2 separate regions of the Cricetulus griseus genome follow, and region 1 is linked to region 2. A link is a contact called in public Hi-C data. All regions are on one chromosome and are shown on one strand. The core of a region is the stretch at or near the end of the contact, and the rest is flanking DNA. Distances in the headings are between cores, read along the strand shown.

The links. Hi-C and Micro-C count contacts between places; a contact is called where the count stands out from the background.
Region 1: a Hi-C map of liver shows a contact between it and region 2, with 2.3 times the contacts expected there. The contact joins the promoter of Slc40a1 here to the enhancer-like site in region 2. A contact is called at or near these places in 3 of 8 Hi-C or Micro-C datasets (the CHO-K1 cell line, fibroblasts and liver).

The regions. Positions count from the first base shown.
Region 1 is chr2:402,454,894-402,460,596 of CriGri-PICRH-1.0, reverse strand. Slc40a1 (solute carrier family 40 member 1) reads left to right here and starts at 3,391. Exons shown (of 8, transcript XM_027396821.2): 1 at 3,391-3,768; 2 at 4,203-4,270. The coding sequence starts at 3,726. LOC113831448 (a long non-coding RNA gene) reads left to right here. Exons shown (of 7, transcript XR_003481475.2): 7 at 897-2,036.
Region 2 is chr2:402,318,057-402,323,041 of CriGri-PICRH-1.0, reverse strand. It overlaps Wdr75 (WD repeat-containing protein 75), which reads right to left. Exons shown (of 21, transcript XM_027396820.2): 16 at 4,656-4,751; 17 at 3,899-4,068; 18 at 3,346-3,405; 19 at 1,114-1,260; 20 at 715-806; 21 at 49-383. The coding sequence ends at 179. Among named protein-coding and RNA genes, the nearest start is that of Wdr75, 22 kb to the right of the region's middle. Within about 2 kb of position 1,676, at least 1 of the 6 cell types and tissues checked has open chromatin away from gene starts, as enhancers often do.

The sequences.
Region 1 (5,703 bases), core at 2,142-4,641, 140 kb before region 2:
AGAAAAAGGAAGGACTATGGAAAAAGTTGAGAGACAAAAATATTCATTCAGTGACATTCATATTTATTTTCTAGCTACAACTGGAGACAATTAAACAATTAACACAGTTTTCTGTTTTAGTTTCCAATATGATGGGCAAGATTTGATTTCTAATCTCCTCTTTCTACACATTTGGTCTACATTAATCCCAAACCACATTAATAGGGGAATATGGCAAACTTTCCTTTTAAGACATATCTTTTGAAACATAAAGTAAAAGTCACAGTTTATATCATTTTAAAACATACAGTTTTGCCACTTTGGATAAATTCACAATGTTATACCATGACCACTGTCAAGACTTCTTTCACCTCAAAAAGATGCCCAGTGCCATGAAATTGCCATGAAATTGTCATTACCTGTTCTTCCAGCCCTAAAGTCAACTATGCACTTTGTATTTATGGGTTTGTCGTGTGTGTGTGTGTGTGTGTGTGTGTGTGTGTGTGTGTGTGTGTGTGTGTGTGATACTCTGCATTCATTTTTTAAAACTAGAAATGTATGAGAAGGAAAGAGAAGAGCAAACAGATGAGAAGGAGGGAGGGGATGTCAGAATGCATTCATGGAAATCTTGTCAAGGTCAAATCTATTTGGGATGCTCAACCAAAATGAAGAACGGCGACCACACTCGTCTGTTAAAGGTCTATGACATGAAGTAAGAACCTGAACTTAAAATTATCAAGAGTTCACTCAGTTTTAAGATTACAGAAATGCCAATACTGAGAAAGGCACTTGGACAGAAACTCAGCTTTATAGTCAAAGCTCTGCATCCAATGGGAGCCGTGTCCTCAGATCTGAGGCCTTCCTGTAATAGCTGGTGATAACCCCCTTGCGTTTTTTTCCTTTTCATTTGTCTTCAGGTCAGTGGAGTAGTGAACAATTCCCTGTGCTGTCTTTGCTCTGGGCAGCTTCAGATACAGCTGAGGCAACTGAGGGCCCAGGAGGTAAGTGAAAACACAGCTTGGAAATAAAAGAATAAAAACCCCTTTTTATTTTCCAACAGTAAATATTTGTTAACAATTTCCAATCAGAGTACATTTTATTCTGGCTGGAATAATGAAAAGGTTGCTTTGGGAACTGACAAGCCTTTGAAATAAATAGCTCAACAGTGACATATGCCTATCATTCTGTCACTAGAGAGGATGAAGCAGGAGGATTGTGAGTTCAAAGCTGGTATGAGTAACTTAGATTCCATCTCATAAATCAAATGTTGAAAATGAATTGAGAAATAGTCTTTTGGGTACCTATTTTTTTTGTTTTTGAAAACTAGTTTAAAACATGCATGGATCTTTCAGTTATGATTAAGTTGACAAGAAAGCTATATATTCTGTTCTGAGAGGAAAAAGTTCATTTTGGATGAAATTTTACTTTTCAACCAGCAAATGCTTCTTTGGAAGGAGGAAGAGCCAGTGATGTCTTGTGACCGAACCTTTGTAATCTGGAATGTCAAGGTCAGGAAACTCTGTCACTTTGTGTATTACAAGTGTTTTGTGAGTTTTTATTCCGTTTTCTTTTTTAACTCCTTCCATGTTGTGAGCTCCAACAACACACTCTAATTATTCATTCTTGCTGACTTGGACAGAATTTTAAATCCTGGTCAACCCTCAAGCGCCATACTGCTTTTGCTCTCCTTGCTTATTTTCTTTCCTATTTGCTTCATTGCAGGTTCCCGTCTGGCCTGCTCGACACTCCCTTCGATTTTTCTTTTTTTGGCTCTGGGAACTCCTTGGTGACAATGGGGAACAGAAGTTCCATGTTACACTTTGAAGCACACAGCAACTGAGCTGTTTCTGGGAGTCTGCAGTAAATAGTCTTTTTAACTGACTGAAAGTTAAGCTGCCTGGAGGTTGGGGACAACTCTACACCCACCCTTAAGGCACACAGCAATTATTGTAAAGGACACAGAGTTCCCTGTTATTGGCACTCAGTGGCATATGTGCAAGGAATCAGGGTAGCTTGTATTTTCCTTGAAGATCAACAACATTAAAAAAAAAAAAAAAGAAAATAGCCACAATTTGCTAGATGTCCCCTTCCTAAGTGCCTCATGTAAACATACTTTAGGTTTACTTCAAAAGACATTTGGATATACTACCCCATTTTACAATTTCAGGAGACATAGCCAAACCTCTGAGTGAGGAGAAAGAACTTAAAAGTTTTGTGTGAGAGGAAAGAGAGGGAGTTTGCAAAGGACAAAAAGCTGTTATGAGCAGTAAACTGTGAACCCCCTATCTCTACTCCGCAGACCTAGTCCCAACGAATCCAAAAGCACTCCGCCCGCAAAGACCTTTGGGGCTTCTGATAGAGAGTCCAGATACAAGGCCTGCGCTCCTGAGTGGCTCTCTTCATTAGCAGGTGCCATTCTGCCAGTGCTCCAAGTGTGCAAGCTGGTTGGAGTTTCAATGTTGAGGATCACTCTTGAAGTGTTGACGAGATTGACAAAGGTAAGGTAAGTGACAGGCTGGCACGAGGAGCAGGTATGCTCTGGGGATGTTTAACTGAGGTTACTCGAGGCTTACACCGGGTGCATTTTGCTGTAGTTATAGTTATCCATTCCTTCAGGAGGCTACCAAATGGCTTTATCCATATTGGGCTAGACCCAGAGTCGAAACTGGGACAACCGGTATTCCTGGTAACCTCCTGTCAGATTCTGTGGAGAAGGCAGGAGGCAGGTTGAGAGCACAGAGGGAAAGCACCGTGAAGGGTGCTGTCTCCTGGTGGCGCCTGCAGGACAGATGGCAGCCCCCGGGTCTGGGCTGGGAGCCCTGAGTTCACTGACTGGCTTGCTGGAGGGCTGCACTCTGATCTTTGAGTCCCCTTCCTGCGCTTTGATTCCGCTGCTTTGAGAGAAGTCCCTCTCTACCGTCCGGGGAAGAAGGAAAACATTGTGCGCCGCAGGCAGGCCGGACGTGGAGGCCAGGAAGGCTGCCTCTGTGACACGACTTGTATTTACTTAGCTACCTGCATTCCGAAATGTAGCTGGGGGTGGGAGACTCCTTTTTTATTTTCTGCTGCAGCTCCCGCTGAGCTTTGCCTAGAGACTGTCTGGCAATCGGGTGGCCAGAGAAAAGCGCTTTCCTCTAGCACCTGCCAAACGACTCTTTGTGCAAAACGTCTCCAGGGTGTCCCCCTCGGGGGTCCACGCACGGTCCCCATCCCACAGTGCGGGACGCCTGATCCCTTCTCGGGTATCTGCTGTGATGGCACAGCCAATGCGCCCTCCTGGGCAGGCGGCGGGAGCGCTGCTCGCCGGACCCGGGTGTCCCGCTGGGAGGGGCGTCCCCAGCGCTCGCGAGCTCCGCCCCCGGCTGCCTATAAGTGGCAGCCCGGCCCACGGCGCGCGGCGGCGGCGGCGGCGGCGGCTGTGGCGGCTGTGGCGGCGGCGGCGGCGAGAGCAAGCTCAGGGTCTCCGGCGGCCCGTGGATCCTCCAACCCGCTTCCATAAGGCTTTGACTTTCCAACTTCAGCTACAGTGTTAGCTAAGTTTGGAAAGAAGACAGAAAGAGACCCCGGTGGCAGCTTTGCTGTTGTTCTTTGCTTTAGTTGTCCTTTGGGGTATTGTGGCGCAAGGCTGTTTGTTGTGCTTTTAGCGGTGCTGTCTCCGGTTCCTCGCACTCCTGTGAACAAGCCCCTGGGCAAGAGCAGCTACAGCAACCAACATCAGAACAAGCAAGGGGAGAGTGCCTGGTGTCATGACCAAGGCAAGAGACCAGAGCCGCCGGGAAGGATGCTGCGGTGAGTTGTGTAATCAAATGCATCAAGTGGTGGGATGGCAGGTGGGACCGGGACGCATTTCCGTTAGGGTTGACTTCTGGTTTGATGGAGTCTCAAGAAGAATGTAAATTCAAAGTTTGAGTAAAAGGGCTTGCAGATAGGCAAGGGTAGAGTAAGCTGAGCAGTGTGGAATTCCTTGCATTAGAAAACAAAAACAAACCCCACCAAAGTTAAAGAATGTTGAAACAAGAGTTTCTTCACTGTGCATGAAATTGGGCGGTTATTGACCAAGAGGCCACGCTGAACCTAAGTCGATGGTATGAAGTAAACTGAATGCATCAATCTTCAGGTGACCTGATAAAAATCACACAGAATTGTGACCCCAAACAAATTCTAACCTGAGCGCACTGGTGTGATTAAACATGTTTTTAGTTTACTCTCTCTGGCTTTTGTAGGATCCTTAACAAACTACCTGACCTCGGCAAAATTCCTTCTCTACCTTGGGCACTCTCTCTCCACTTGGGTAAGTGAGCATAGTTGCACAAGTTCTTGCTTACCTTCATTGGAGACGGTTGTATTAGGTGAAATTCCAGTTTTGTCATTCAGCCAAGGAAATACAATGTTCTTAGACACATGTTTCAACAGAAATATTTTTTCCAAAGAGATTTCCCATGGGTGTTAGTAGATGTTACTTAATGGTGAAATTCTAATACTTTTCAGAGATTGACAACTGTCCAAAACAAGATTGACAAGGACAGGGAAACTTGAATAATCACTAGGGCTGGTAAATTCCAATTCCTATACTGGAAAGGTATCTCAAGGCCTTCTTTTCTTCACACTTAAGAAACTTATCTGGGTGGTGGAGAGCTGGCTCAACAGTTAAGAGCACTAACTGCTCTTCCAGAGGACCCGGGTTCAATTCCCAGCAACAACATTGAAGCTCACAATTGCCTAGAGCTCTAATTTCAGGGGATCTGCACCTTCATAAAAATACATGTAGGCAAAATGCCAAATGCACATAAAATAAAAAATAAATAAATCTTTAAAAAGAAGAAGAGAAACTTATCTGTTTTCTTGTTAAAGTCTGGCTCCAGCATGCATCATTATGAAAACAGAATAGAATACTGGCATAAGTATACCTAACCCAAATCAAATACCTAAATGATAAAAATGCTGACCTTCAAAGTTGTTATTTGTGGCTACTTGATTTGTGGGTAGTGAAAGCTGTGTTAAAAACCACCACCCAGTGAAAATTAGTGATGGATTTACAATTCTCCCATTGGCTTCCTATGTGGCTTTGGGAGAATCCCACTGTTTCTGCTGGTCTGGATTCCTTTATCAATTCCCAAAAAATACTCAAAAGAGAGCTGGGTGTGTTCAATGGATGACTATTGGCTATTAGAAACTTGAAGGTTAAACAATTGTTCTTACTGCTTAAAAGCTGTAACTCTAAACATATTCTTTGCATTGTAAATAAGGAAAAGGAATTTCAAGAGTATTTTGAAGGGCTAATTTCTTTTTATTGACTTATCTGTAAGACATGACTGGAAACCATCATATGAGGAAGTCTATGCCCTATGCCCTTGGAATTATTAAGTTGGGTTGATGGCTCTCAGAAATCGCAGTCACAGATAACTTCTTAGAGACGCTAACTCCTGTGTTTCTGAATGCTTACACAGCAATGACTCTGCAAATATATGTGTAAACAAAGTGGAACTGGCTCAAGTTAGTTTTAGCTGATGGGTATAAGAAAAAGAAAACAGTGAAGAGCCCTCTATAAATCTATACCAATAGTTTGTTCTTTCAATAATACTAAGCATTGAAAGGACCAGTGATGGGAGAATGTCTGGAGTCCCCTGAGAGAACCAGGGTGCCTCTTTTCTAAACACTGATTAACTTCAAGACTCATGTGACCTTTTGGGTGTCAGACTGGCCAGAAACACGAGAGTCACTATG
Region 2 (4,985 bases), core at 427-2,926:
AAGTCCAATGTTAGTCTACGCAACTTATCAAGACTCTAAACAAACAAGCAAATAAACAAAAGACCTTTAATATTTTGTCTTAATAAAATAACTTTAAACTATGTTTTGAAAATTAACAGTAAAAAATTAAGTACAACAGTCAGTGTGCTGTGCCTCAGCCAGCAGCTCGAGTCTTGGCCTACAGAGCAGCTAGCCAGCTGTAGTCTACTTTTCGGAACTTCCTCAGCTCTTTCTCTTCAGATTTTGACAGCTGATGTATAACATCTTCCCCCAAATCCGTGGTATTTGTTTCCTGGGCTTTTTCAGTAAAATCCTTTTCTTCATCTGAACTGTCACTTTCTTCTTTTTCCTCCATATCTACATCATCAGGAATTTCTTCAGTACTTTGACAATAACAGAATAAAATGTAAACACCGTTAGACACTTCCAAATAATAACTTTAAGACACCCACACTGAAATACACATAGAAAGGTAACACAACTGAAAACATTGTGGTGAGTGTCCTTATGGAGCATGGGCCATAAAAGAGCAAGTGAACTTAGAAAACATGTAATTCTCACCACAGCTTTAAGCACATGCAAAGTATCTTTCTCAGTTTGTCACAAGTATATTTAATAATCTTATGTCATTAGCTACATTTCAAAGCTAAGATACAAATACAGTGGACGACATTCCCCAACCAATAGGAAAGATGAACCATTTGGAACTCTTACCTTTTAGTCTCTTTAGACAGCAGCAGTGAGTTTATAAATAGGGAGCACAGGAAAGAAGCTGATGGCAGTACGTGGGCTGGGGTGTGAAGCAGCTAGAGGCACATGGAAAGGAAGGGTTTATTAAAAGATCGTCTTCTCATCCAGGGTTACTTTACTTCCTAATACCCTTTATTCTAAGTGCCAAGGCAAACACAAAAGGCTTCCCTGGAGAGAAACCAAACCAAAGGAAAATCCTTCCTACTTCCCACACCTGTGCAACCCTCTCCTCACCCAGGTCCAGGAGAGAATCACCCCACTAAGGGACTGTGCTTGTCTGGACGGAGGACGAATCAAATGCTACTTGAGACAGGTGCTTGCTGTACCCACTGCCTCCCATGGCCTTGTGTACTGATCACTCACCTCGTTAATTGCAGGTATGTTCTCTGTTAAGGGGAGTTGTATCAGTTCATTCTCTGACGTTTCATTTAACCTTGAATCCTGCTGTTGCCTGTGTTTTCCCAATATCAAAGAAAATGGGGTTGTCGGCAGACTTTCCTCTGCCAGCAGCTGTATGGATGAAAGAGAAAAGGAAATTATTTCAGTAAAAAGGAGGACTTCTTTGACTTAACAGCTAAATGCCACTGAATTGTAAATGGCTCTGGTGAAAGTTTAGAAATTATTCTCAGTTAATTTCATGCCACAGACAAGGCAGCAGTTGACTTTCTATATGGGAAAGCTAACCACAGATGCTGATGTGAGAACCATGCGTCCTTGCTGGGGCTTATAAAGACCACAGTGGGCATATGCTCACAAGGGCAGAGAATGGGGAAAGGCCCCATGGTGACATGCTAGGATGAAATCTTAGTAGAGCCAAGAAAGCAATATTCTAAGACAGCAGCCCAGGGCAGCTGAGCGTGTGTGGGAGAAGGAGCAGGCACCTCCTGAGTCAGTTCCCTATTCCAACTCTCCAGGGAGCTCCACAGTGAATGCTGAGTAGGGACTCAGTAAGGCCTTTCTTGACTTCCTATTTAAAACTGCAAGACATGTCTCACTCCCATCCCTCCATCTCCAACCCTGCTGCACGTCTCTGCATTGTCTGAAGCACTCCACATTGACTGACTTATCGCTTTTGGTTTAGCATCTGTATCTTCCCAGTAACTATAAATACCACTTTTTTGTTGTTGTTGTTGTAGTTGTTGTTTTTGTTTTTCGAGACAGGGTTTCTCTGTGTAGCTTTGGAGCCTATCCTAACACTCGCTCTGTAGACCAGGCTGGCCTCGAACTCACAGAGCTCCGCCTGCCTCTGCCTCCCAAGTGCTGGGATTAAAGGTGTGTGCCACCAACACCCAGCTAATTATCACATCTTTACAGACAAAGCTGTTTTGCTAACATGTTCCAACTGTCTACAATATAATAGTCCGTGGTATATAGATGGTGTTCAACAAACAAAAATTTGTGAATAAATTCAATGAGTTTTCAGAAGAAATTAAGCAAGCTATTGATAAACAATCAAAGACAAAGAATGGCACGGGGTATTTAGCAACATCAGAAGCTAAATGATCTTAGGCCACTACCTTCAAAGTGTGAGAAAATGGTTTTCAGCTTACATTTATTCACAACTAATCAATCAAGTCAGAGAGAATAAAGAATACTGCCCAAACTGCAAGATCCTAAACCACACATACATTATTGTCTTCACCAAAGCAAAGCAGTGACCAAAGAAAGAGCAGTTCTACAGGATCTAATGTCCTAGAGGTGACACGGATCCCCAGAATGAAGAACACAGGTTCTAGGATGACCACTGTGTAGTAGACTCAGAGAGCAACTAGTTCAGACTGAAGTAAGGTATAGGTTTTCCATGATTTGAAAGAATACCCAGGTGTCTGAAAATTCTGAAAGAATTAAGTTAATTTGCATAAATGCTAGAGTAGAATTAAATAAGAACAAAACAAAACAATAAGCAAATTAAAAAAAAAAAAAAAGGAGACAATCATTAATTCCAGGAGGGGGAAAAGTTGATCACAGAAAGAGTGTGTGTGCACGGCCTGGCTATGAATATACTTATATGTGAAGACAATACAAACTTTCAGCTTCAAGAACTTCAATAAATTCAACAGATAGCTAAATCCATAATCTATAATTTAAACAGGCTCTTAGAGATATGAAGTCCAAGCAAGTAAACAAAACTTTAACCACAGTCACAGGAAGTTTCTGTGACGATGGTGATCTTGAAATCCCTTAAAGTTCATAGGGTGTTGGTCGTTTTGAGAAAACAGTATAGATAACAAAATCCAAGACCCTTAGTGGAGTAGGTTGGGATGTCATTTCAATATAAGCTCAGAACATCACATACACTCATCTACTCTGGCATGTTCCACCCCAACCCAATATTTTTGATCTACCAATTGGTTATTCAGTCAATTCCATTTCAAAAATTAGACATGGCAGGCTAAATGACTGATGATTTAAAACAAAGATTATTCTTCTAGTAGTCTAACTTTAAAAGGGCAGTGTAATGTCAAATCAGTTTACAGGTATGCAATTTAAAATTCCTTCTTACAGCCCAGCTAGTCACTTTCATTGCAGCTGAATTCTAAAAGCTAACTTTCTTTAGGAAGACATTGAAGCACACACACAGTAGCAAATGCCTACCTGTTTGCTTGTTGGTGTGAGTTTCTCTTCTGGAGACTTCGTACTAAATGTTAATAAACTCTGAAAAGAGAAGCCAATTAATGGAGCAAAATGAACATTATGAGGTACAACTTAAATAAGATGTGACACAAGGTCCTAAAATGTCAAAGTTTCATTTTGATATACACATCAGCTCACAGAAAAGCTATAAAAGATTTAATTTGGTTGGAAAGGTTCTGCTAAGAGTTATAAGACTATGTTATGAGAGGCATGTAAGACCTTCTAACAAAATAAAAGCCACCAGCTTCTTCCATAGCAAATCAAATCATAAAATTAGGGGAAAATGCTAATAAATGCAACTTAAAGTAATTTTGTGCTTTTCTCATGTCACAGAGGTAACACAAAGCCTCACAGTTGTGGGGTAAAGTGCTAGGACAACCACATCCATAGCACTGCTGTATATTTGACCAGCTCTTTTGGGAAATAAAACATTTAATGAAAGAGTTCTACATAGATACAAATTTTCTAAAATGGCGTCTATAACCTGCTCACACTTTTGGAGGAAGTCAATTACCTGTGATTTTGTTAGGAAGTAAAACTGGGACCTGTTCAGCCACTGGTAAGCTTCTGAGGTGAATGACCCAGGGACATCTCGAGGGACAAACACTCCCCACTGGACTTCCTCTCTGGAGACATTCTTTTGAATATACAATGGCCTTGGCTCACTAGGTTTAAATACAAACACTAAAGGGGAAAACAGAAAGATGATGGCATTTTACCTGTGGAAGTTGGTTCTAACCTCAGGCTGATGGACCACACTCAACCTATACCCTGCCCACCAGGTAAATGGCCCTACTTAGCACTGTTTCAAATCTGTTGTTTCCATTTAATCTGCCTACTATGCACCAAACAGGGTAGGAATGAGGACTAGGATCTGAAAAAGAAAAGGAATTCTGTTCCAGAGACCAGGGGCATCTGTAGAAGAGTGTGACACCAGAATAATGCCCAAACATTGGTCTTAAGCATCAGAAAAGACATGCAGACATTGTTTCAGAAGCAGAAGAAGTCCAGTTAGACAGCCAAAGGGAGATTTTGAAGACTGAGTGTGAACTGGTCTGTGGAAAATTCAGGGATATAACAGAACACTCCTAGCACTAAGTGTGAAAGCATACATTATAGGTGTTGGGTAGGAGAGGTGGGGCAGGGCCCCAGGCAAACAGCTGCAGATGAATTTCTGGTTCAAAGTGAGCGTGCTTGAGCTTATACTAAAGACATTAAAAAGAAAACCTAGGAAACAGGCCTCATGCTCTCAGAGCATGGTTAGTACTTACGATCCGAGCCTTCCGCAGACTGAGAAACTGCAGCAACATGGTCTGAGTAGGGGTCGGGTTCCAAAACGCTAACATTCAGTTTTGCACTCCACTGCACTGTGGGAAAACAACACACTTCTGAGAACAGCTTCACTCAAAGCTCTAAGTCTTACAATGGGTGTTCTTTCCTGGACAGTCTAGTCCCTTACTCTTATATGGAAGGAGTTTACGATTCTGTAACAACAAACACACACTGACATTCCCTGGGGAGGCTTGAAGTGTGCAGGAGAAAGCAGAGCTGCACAACCAATTTCAGATCCTTCCACACATTGTGGCATGAATAATAAAAAC